2 separate regions of the Rattus norvegicus genome follow, and region 1 is linked to region 2. Evidence: chromatin contacts called from public Hi-C data. All regions are on one chromosome and are shown on one strand. Each heading gives the region's core, a stretch centred on a gene start, on an enhancer-like site or on the middle of the called end of the contact. The rest is flanking DNA. Distances are from core to core; before and after follow the strand shown.

Region 1 (3,242 bases), core at 150-2,649, 300 kb after region 2:
TGGTGAGCGGTGACTAGGGACTCACTTTTCATCCTCTCAAGTTGTGGTTAGGCTTAGTGGCATTTCTTTCTTATCCCAGCCACCAGGAGTCAATCCTCCCAAAAAATCAATCTCTCTCTCTCCCTCCCTCCCTCTCTCTCTCTCTCTCTCTCTCTCTCTCTCTCTCTCTCTCTCTCTTCCCTACCTCCTTCCTTCCTTCCTTTCTTTTTTTCTCCCTGAAAGAGATGGCAGACCTCTCAGTCCCCTTCTTCACCTGTAAGATACAGACACAGAATCATCTGTGCTCTGTACATCAGTTGGGGGAAAACAGGCAATGGCCAGCTCCTTACATTCTCTGCTTCCCAAAGTTAATTTATATGTTTTTTTTTTATTAAGGGCCTTAGAAGAGGCTGCTTTCCTGTAACTAAACTGCTGGTATACCTTTTCATTAAAGAATCAGGGATGACTAGTACTGCCACTTTTTCATATTGGAAAAAAAAACATAAGCCAAACTTACAGTGGGAGGACTTAGAGTGTAGTGTTAGCATTTTGAGAACAAACTAGGAAAATATCAAGTAACCAAAATTGTTAAGATAAAAGAAACGGGAGCTGTGACGATGCCACTTGGTCCGCGTCTTAAGTCAGCACTTAATGGAGTTTAGCATTCCATGAATCAGTTTGGAAGATATAAAAGAACCATATAAGGTTGCCACCATCCTATATTGCCAAGCCAGAACTGAACTACACCAACAAGACCGAAGAAGGGAATTGGAATCTTCAGTCATTTCTTAAAGTAAGGGCATGGTAACTGGAGTGGGTGGGGCTGAGGAAGGAAAGCCATCAACTCAGAGTGCAAGAGAGCTTTGTCGGGAATGAGTTGTGACTCCTATGCCACTAGCCCCCGGTGGGGGAGGGGCTTCAGCAGCAGCAGTTTCCTGAAACTCACCAAGCCCCTTCCCACCTTACAGCATTTGACTGGAAATGTGTGTCCTGGGACCCTGAAGGAGCTCTCCTCGCTGCTCTAACCACAGTGCTAAAACCCATCCTCTAGCTCCTAGCCCTTCCTCCCCCCATTTCCATGTCTTTCCCATTCTTTTCTTTTCTTCTTTTTCTTCTTTTCTCCCTTCCATTTGCCCCTTGCTGGCTGGGTCTTCTGTAGCCCAGGCTAGCCTGGCTCTACAGCAGAAGAGGCCATCAGACTGCCAGCACACCAGCCTCTATATCCAAAGGACTAAAATTGCAGGTGTGTGCCCGCCCTCCACACCCAGATCATAAGCACTGGGGGTTGAACTCGGGACTTCTTACGTGCTAAGCAAGCACTTGTTCAAACTGAGACCAATTCTCAGCCTCTTGCTTTATTTTTCTACAAGGGCTTGTTACTGCCTGGAGGTCTGTGGTCACTGGCTCAGGCTACGCCTCTGTGTTTCAGTCTGAAGGCGGGAGGCCATGTGCTTTTCGTCTTCTTGTCAGCTTCTCTCTGCTGCTACATTCACACATGTGTGTAACTGCATAATCCTTTCTATTTCATTTTATTGTTGCCAAGAAAATGATTCTGCAGAGCCCGCACTGCTTGTCAGCTTTTTCTTAATATATTTACTTTATGTATATGAGTGTTTTGTCTGCATCTCTGCCTGCGTACCGTGTGGGTCTAATGCCTGGGTAGGGCAGAATGAAGTCTCCAGTTCTTTGGGAACGGAGTTACAGACTGTTGTGAGTGTGTTTGCCTGCTAGCACTGGGAATGAATCTAGTCTTTTGAAAGAGCAGCTCTGGAAACCACTGTGTGTGTGTGTGTGTGTGTGTGTGTGTGTGTGTGTGTGTGTGTGTGTGTATGCACTATATGTGTGTGTGTGTGTGTGTGTGTGCGCGTGTATGTGTGTATTTTGAATTATAAAACCACTGTTTTATAAAGAAAGCGAGGGGGCCTCAGTAGCGCAGTTCAAGGTACAGTAGAGGGAAGTGAATACTTGAGTCTCCTCACCACAAGTTCTTCCAAGCAGCAGCCTGTGCTTTTCATAGAACATGCAACCAACTGAGAGTTCGTAGAAATCAGGCTGATTAATGATTTAGGGAGTGGAGCCATTTCTAACACCAGGGTGGGCTGGTTGTTTAGAAGGAACGCGTCTCTCCCAAAGTGACCAGATCGGACAGAACAGGACCGATGGCTCACACTGCTATGACGGAAGACACCATGACAGAAGAACAAATACAGATTCCTTTAATCAGGAGTTCTGTGGCACAGGGCTTCACTCACAAGACTCGGCGGACCAGGGAAACCAAGTTTTACAATTGGGCTTGAGAAGATTGTCAGAGGGGTAGAGCTGTGTGTCACACTTCCGAGGGGCAGGGACAGCCACTAACAGAACCATGCACAAGTCCGTGGGAAGCAGCAGAGTATAGAGAAGTGAGAATGGACGAAAGAAAATGATCAGATGCTTGGACAGAGAGGGGAGGCCAGCAAGGCTGGGCGGCTGAGAGGCCTCTTCATGTTTCTGTGACACATTCCTTCCTCCCAGGTATGGGGCAGAACCTTACTGTACAATCAGAGAATTAGGTCACGGAATTCCTCTTTGGCCGCACATAGGGTGGCGGGGGAAGGTCAGAGCGTATTTCTAGTGCTCTGACCTGCCTTGAGGGGAAGAGGCATTCTGATTTCTGTGAATTGCTTCGGGGAAGAAGCACAGAATGGTAGCCCTCAGACAGGAGGGAGGCAAAAGGCCACAGAGGGACTCTGAGCGTCTTTGAACATCTTTCTCTTTAAAGTACTCAGTGTGTGAAAGGCCTACTCACCGGGATATCCCCCCTGTGAGCCCCAATCCTGTTCTCCTAACCTTGTGACTTATTGACACCTCTGTAGTTCTCTTTGCAGTTTATCCCAAAGCAGAAAATGTTTACGGACACACAAGTTTCTCCTGGAAAGAGAAGGTGACAGTAGGTGCCAGGAGACGCGCAGTGAGCTACTGTTTCCCACGATGATTCACTGAGAAAAGACACAACACAGAAGAAGGCTTGTAGACCAAGCAGCCTGACTGCCAACTGCATCGGGTCACTCCAGAAAGGACTGCTTTGAGTAAGCTTTATGAAGAATTCACAGATATATTAGACATATTTCTAATTTTGGAGCTCTTATGGGGGTGACTCAGATCCTTTTTATTTTATTTTTATAATTTCCTTGAAAACTTTTCTCTGTCTCTCTGTCTCTGTCTCTCTCTCTCTGTCTGTATGTCTGTCTCTGTTTCTGTGTGTCTCTGTGTGTCTCTGTCTC
Region 2 (3,468 bases), core at 511-3,010:
GTTTCCAAAATAGACCTTACAGAGGAGGTAAGCTGAGCACTTTCGAAGTACGGATAAACCTTCTTAAAGCTTAAAGCAGTCAAAATAGGAACACATATAAAATCAAGTTAAGGGCCTAGAAATATAGTACAATGGTAGAGCATTTGCGTGATATGCATAAGGCCCTAGGTTTAGACCCCAGCACCTCAAAATAGGAAAAGCCAAGAAAACTAGAACCAAATAAACCATTATGGAGCAGATGAAACTGAATGAAAGAATATATATGTAATATATATATATTATATGTATATCATATATGTGATATATGCTGGATGGATAGACAGATAGACAGTAGATGGATAGATAGACAGATGATAGATAGGTAGATGATAAATAGACAGACAGACACAGATAGATGATAAATAGATGGATAGATAGACAGAGATAGAGATAGACAGGCAGACAGACAGACACAGATGATAGATAGGTAGATGATAAATAGACAGACAGACACAGATAGATGATAAATAGATGGATAGATAGACAGAGATAGAGATAGACAGGCAGACAGACAGACACAGATGATAGATAGGTAGATGATAAATAGATGGATAGATAGACAGACAGGCAGACAGGCAGAAAGGTAGATGATATAAGGGAATGCTCACTGCTTTCTCTGTACATGGCCACAACAGAAACTTGTATGTGGACATCATACATAGTACTAGGGACTCTGTGCTGGGAGAAAAGATGAAGTGTGCATGATAAGTCACAGCAGGTTAACGGAATACAGCTCCAGTTTGTCCCTTTTCTTTCTGATACAGTTACATTTGCCTAGGCTTCCTTTCTTTATTTTTCTAGTAATAGTTCCTACAGTACATCCGGTAAATGAGTCATTTGTATTTCCCTTCTCTTTAAAGGAACTGAGCAGGAGTCGAGAAAAGGAGGAGGAAGAGGAGGAGGAAGGGGGAGAGGAGGAAGAGGAGAAAGAGGAGGAGGAGGGAGAGAAGGAAGAGGAGAAGGAGAAAGAGGAGGAGGAAGAGGAGGAAGGGGAGGAGGAGGGAGAGAAGGAGGAGGAAGAGGAGGAAGAGGGAGAGAAGGAAGAGGAGGAGGAGAAAGAGGAGGAGGAAGAGGAGGAAGGGGAGGAGGAGGGAGAGAAGGAGGAGGAAGGGGAGGAGGAGGGAGAGAAGGAGGAGGAAGAGGAGAGGAGGGGAGGAGGAGGAAGAGGAAGAGGAGGAGGAAGAAGAGGAGGGGGAGGAAGAGGAGGAGGAGGAGGAGGAGGAGGAGGAGGAGGAGGAGGGGAGCCAACTGTAATTTTAAGTAACTCCTTTGGATGGTCGGGTCAGGTGCTCTGTGACTATCACAGCACGGAGCCTTCAAGTCTGCTCTTGCACAGGCCAATCCATCAGCTGCAGCCACTGCTGCTGGCTGCCCTTTCTCTCTCAAGACACCAGCCCTAGACATACAGGCCCCTCTATTCCTTCCCTTCATTCTTTACTTCCTTCACCTAATCTAATCCCAAGTCTCCTCCAAGGACCCTCGATCTCAAACCCGGCCATCAGGCTGCTTGAAAGCATTTCATTCTCTGTATCCCATTTGTCTCCTTACAAGGCTAGCTTTCTTTCCAAATTCATTTCTTCCATTTTGTCTCTCGACTTCCTTACTACTGACATCACTGTTTGGCAAAGTCGGTGTCTTTTATTTTCGTTCTTTCAGGCCTTTCCTGCTTGATTTGGAAGAGAGCCTCTCGCTTCGGCAGGGAGGTTAAGTGGTGATCTGGCCAAAGCATTCCAGTGATGACTCCACGTTCTATATTTGCTAAGTGAGCAGCAACTCAGAATGTTGGGTTCCTGGGAAAGCAATGATTCAGTGACTTGAAAACCAGAAATGCTTTGTCTTTCGAGCTGGATGCTGGCTCCTATCTGTAATCTGCCGTTGCGTGACAGGCTGAGGCAGGGGGGATCTGAAGTCAAAGGCAAAACTGGACTAACTACATACTAAGTTCCAAGCCAGCCTCAAAACTTCAGACTCCTGTCCACAAGCAGCTACAAATTCGGCCTAGGAGTGACTGCACAGCTTATAACTGAGCACAAAATGTTCCAGCGAGCTTCACCTGCTGACCCCATCGCTCCTAATGGACATCCCCAGTCCTGCTGGATCAGATAATAACAGTTGTAACAGGAAAACACCTACTATTTGAAGTGTTAATCTGAGGACTAAATCATTGTCCGTTACAGTTACAAGTTGTCTGGAGGGTTCTATCTGGGAAGCAGTTTTGTTATATGGCCAGGGCTGACCTAGAACTGTCTACTTAGCCCAGACATCCAGGTGCTCTCAAGGGCTGTGCTCACACCATGTGACCTGTGGCATTTTTTGTTCTATTGGTAACTCTTTATGGGATGCCATTTAGAGGGAAATGCGTGCAAAACAGCAAATGCTTGGAATTATTGAACTGAATTCTATGTCCCTCAAGATCTTTACTCAGAGTGGTTTGGTTTCCAGTATGAAAGAAAAGGGCTCGATTTGAAAATGCAAATGCTTTCTTTTTTTATTTTATGTTTCTTCCTATCAGTGAGAGGAGAGGTAAAGTACTTGCTGTGAAACCTAGGGTCAGGTTCCGGAATACATACACAAGCCAAGTGTGGGGAGACACATCCCTAACGCCAGTGCAGGGAGAGGAGCCGCCCCTATGGGTTCACTGCCTAGCCAACGAGGAAGACGGTGACTTCCAGCTTCAGAGAGAGACATTAAAAAGTGGGAGATTATAGAAAAAGATAATTTATGTCAAACCTCTGATCCCAGTGCATTCACACACATCTATATAGCACACATCTACACATCATACATCTGCCTAACACATCCATATAACACACGATCTCCACAGCACACACTTCTACATAACACAGTCTACACAGCACACACACCCACATAACACACAATCTACGTAACACACAGGAAAGAAACAGATACTAAGGAAATAAAGACTAAAAGAAGAGACATCCATGTGTTGAAGAATAACCATTAATGAAAGAAATTGTTTTCTACATGCAAGTAACTAAACTATGCTTGAAAGGTTTTTTTCGGTTTTGTTTGTATTTTACCTGCTTCATTTAAAAGAATGTTTTCGTGATCAACTAACTCCAGAGGGTACACGTTCCCAAGTTTAAAAGAGAGGAGAAGTTGAACAAGCTATACAACTAGCAGGTAAAGGCAGGGTTGTAGCTGAGGTATAACTCTCCCAGTTCAGGACTGACATTTTCCTGCATTATAATATATACCGCAGCCTTTGGAAGATACAGTCCAGAGGTGAACACCCAGCAGCCGACCGTGGCCTGTCTACAGACACCAGTAAAATGGGTAGCACACTGGCGGCTAGCTTATGTTTTATATATTTCCTAGATAAGATATTTGAAAACAAATTAAATTTTTATCAAAATCCTTGGCAAAGTTTACAGTTTCCTTTTGTGTGTTCAATTTTTTGATAAAATT

What was found. A called contact is a pair of places that touch in the nucleus more often than the background predicts.
Region 1: a contact with region 2 is called in a Hi-C map of the A7r5 cell line, with 1.8 times the contacts expected there. The contact joins two enhancer-like sites. A contact is called at or near these places in 6 of 12 Hi-C or Micro-C datasets (the A7r5 cell line, frontal cortex, kidney and 3 more).

The regions. Positions count from the first base shown.
Region 1 is chr2:240,872,017-240,875,258 of GRCr8, forward strand. It overlaps a transcript of Adgrl2 not described here. Among named protein-coding and RNA genes, the nearest start is that of Adgrl2, 380 kb to the left of the region's middle. Within about 2 kb of position 1,400, at least 3 of the 93 cell types and tissues checked have an H3K27ac peak or open chromatin away from gene starts, as enhancers often do. A contact at or near this core is called in the A7r5 cell line, where this site is marked.
Region 2 is chr2:240,576,446-240,579,913 of GRCr8, forward strand. It overlaps a transcript of Adgrl2 not described here. Among named protein-coding and RNA genes, the nearest start is that of Adgrl2, 83 kb to the left of the region's middle. Within about 2 kb of position 1,761, at least 14 of the 93 cell types and tissues checked have an H3K27ac peak or open chromatin away from gene starts, as enhancers often do. A contact at or near this core is called in the A7r5 cell line, where this site is marked.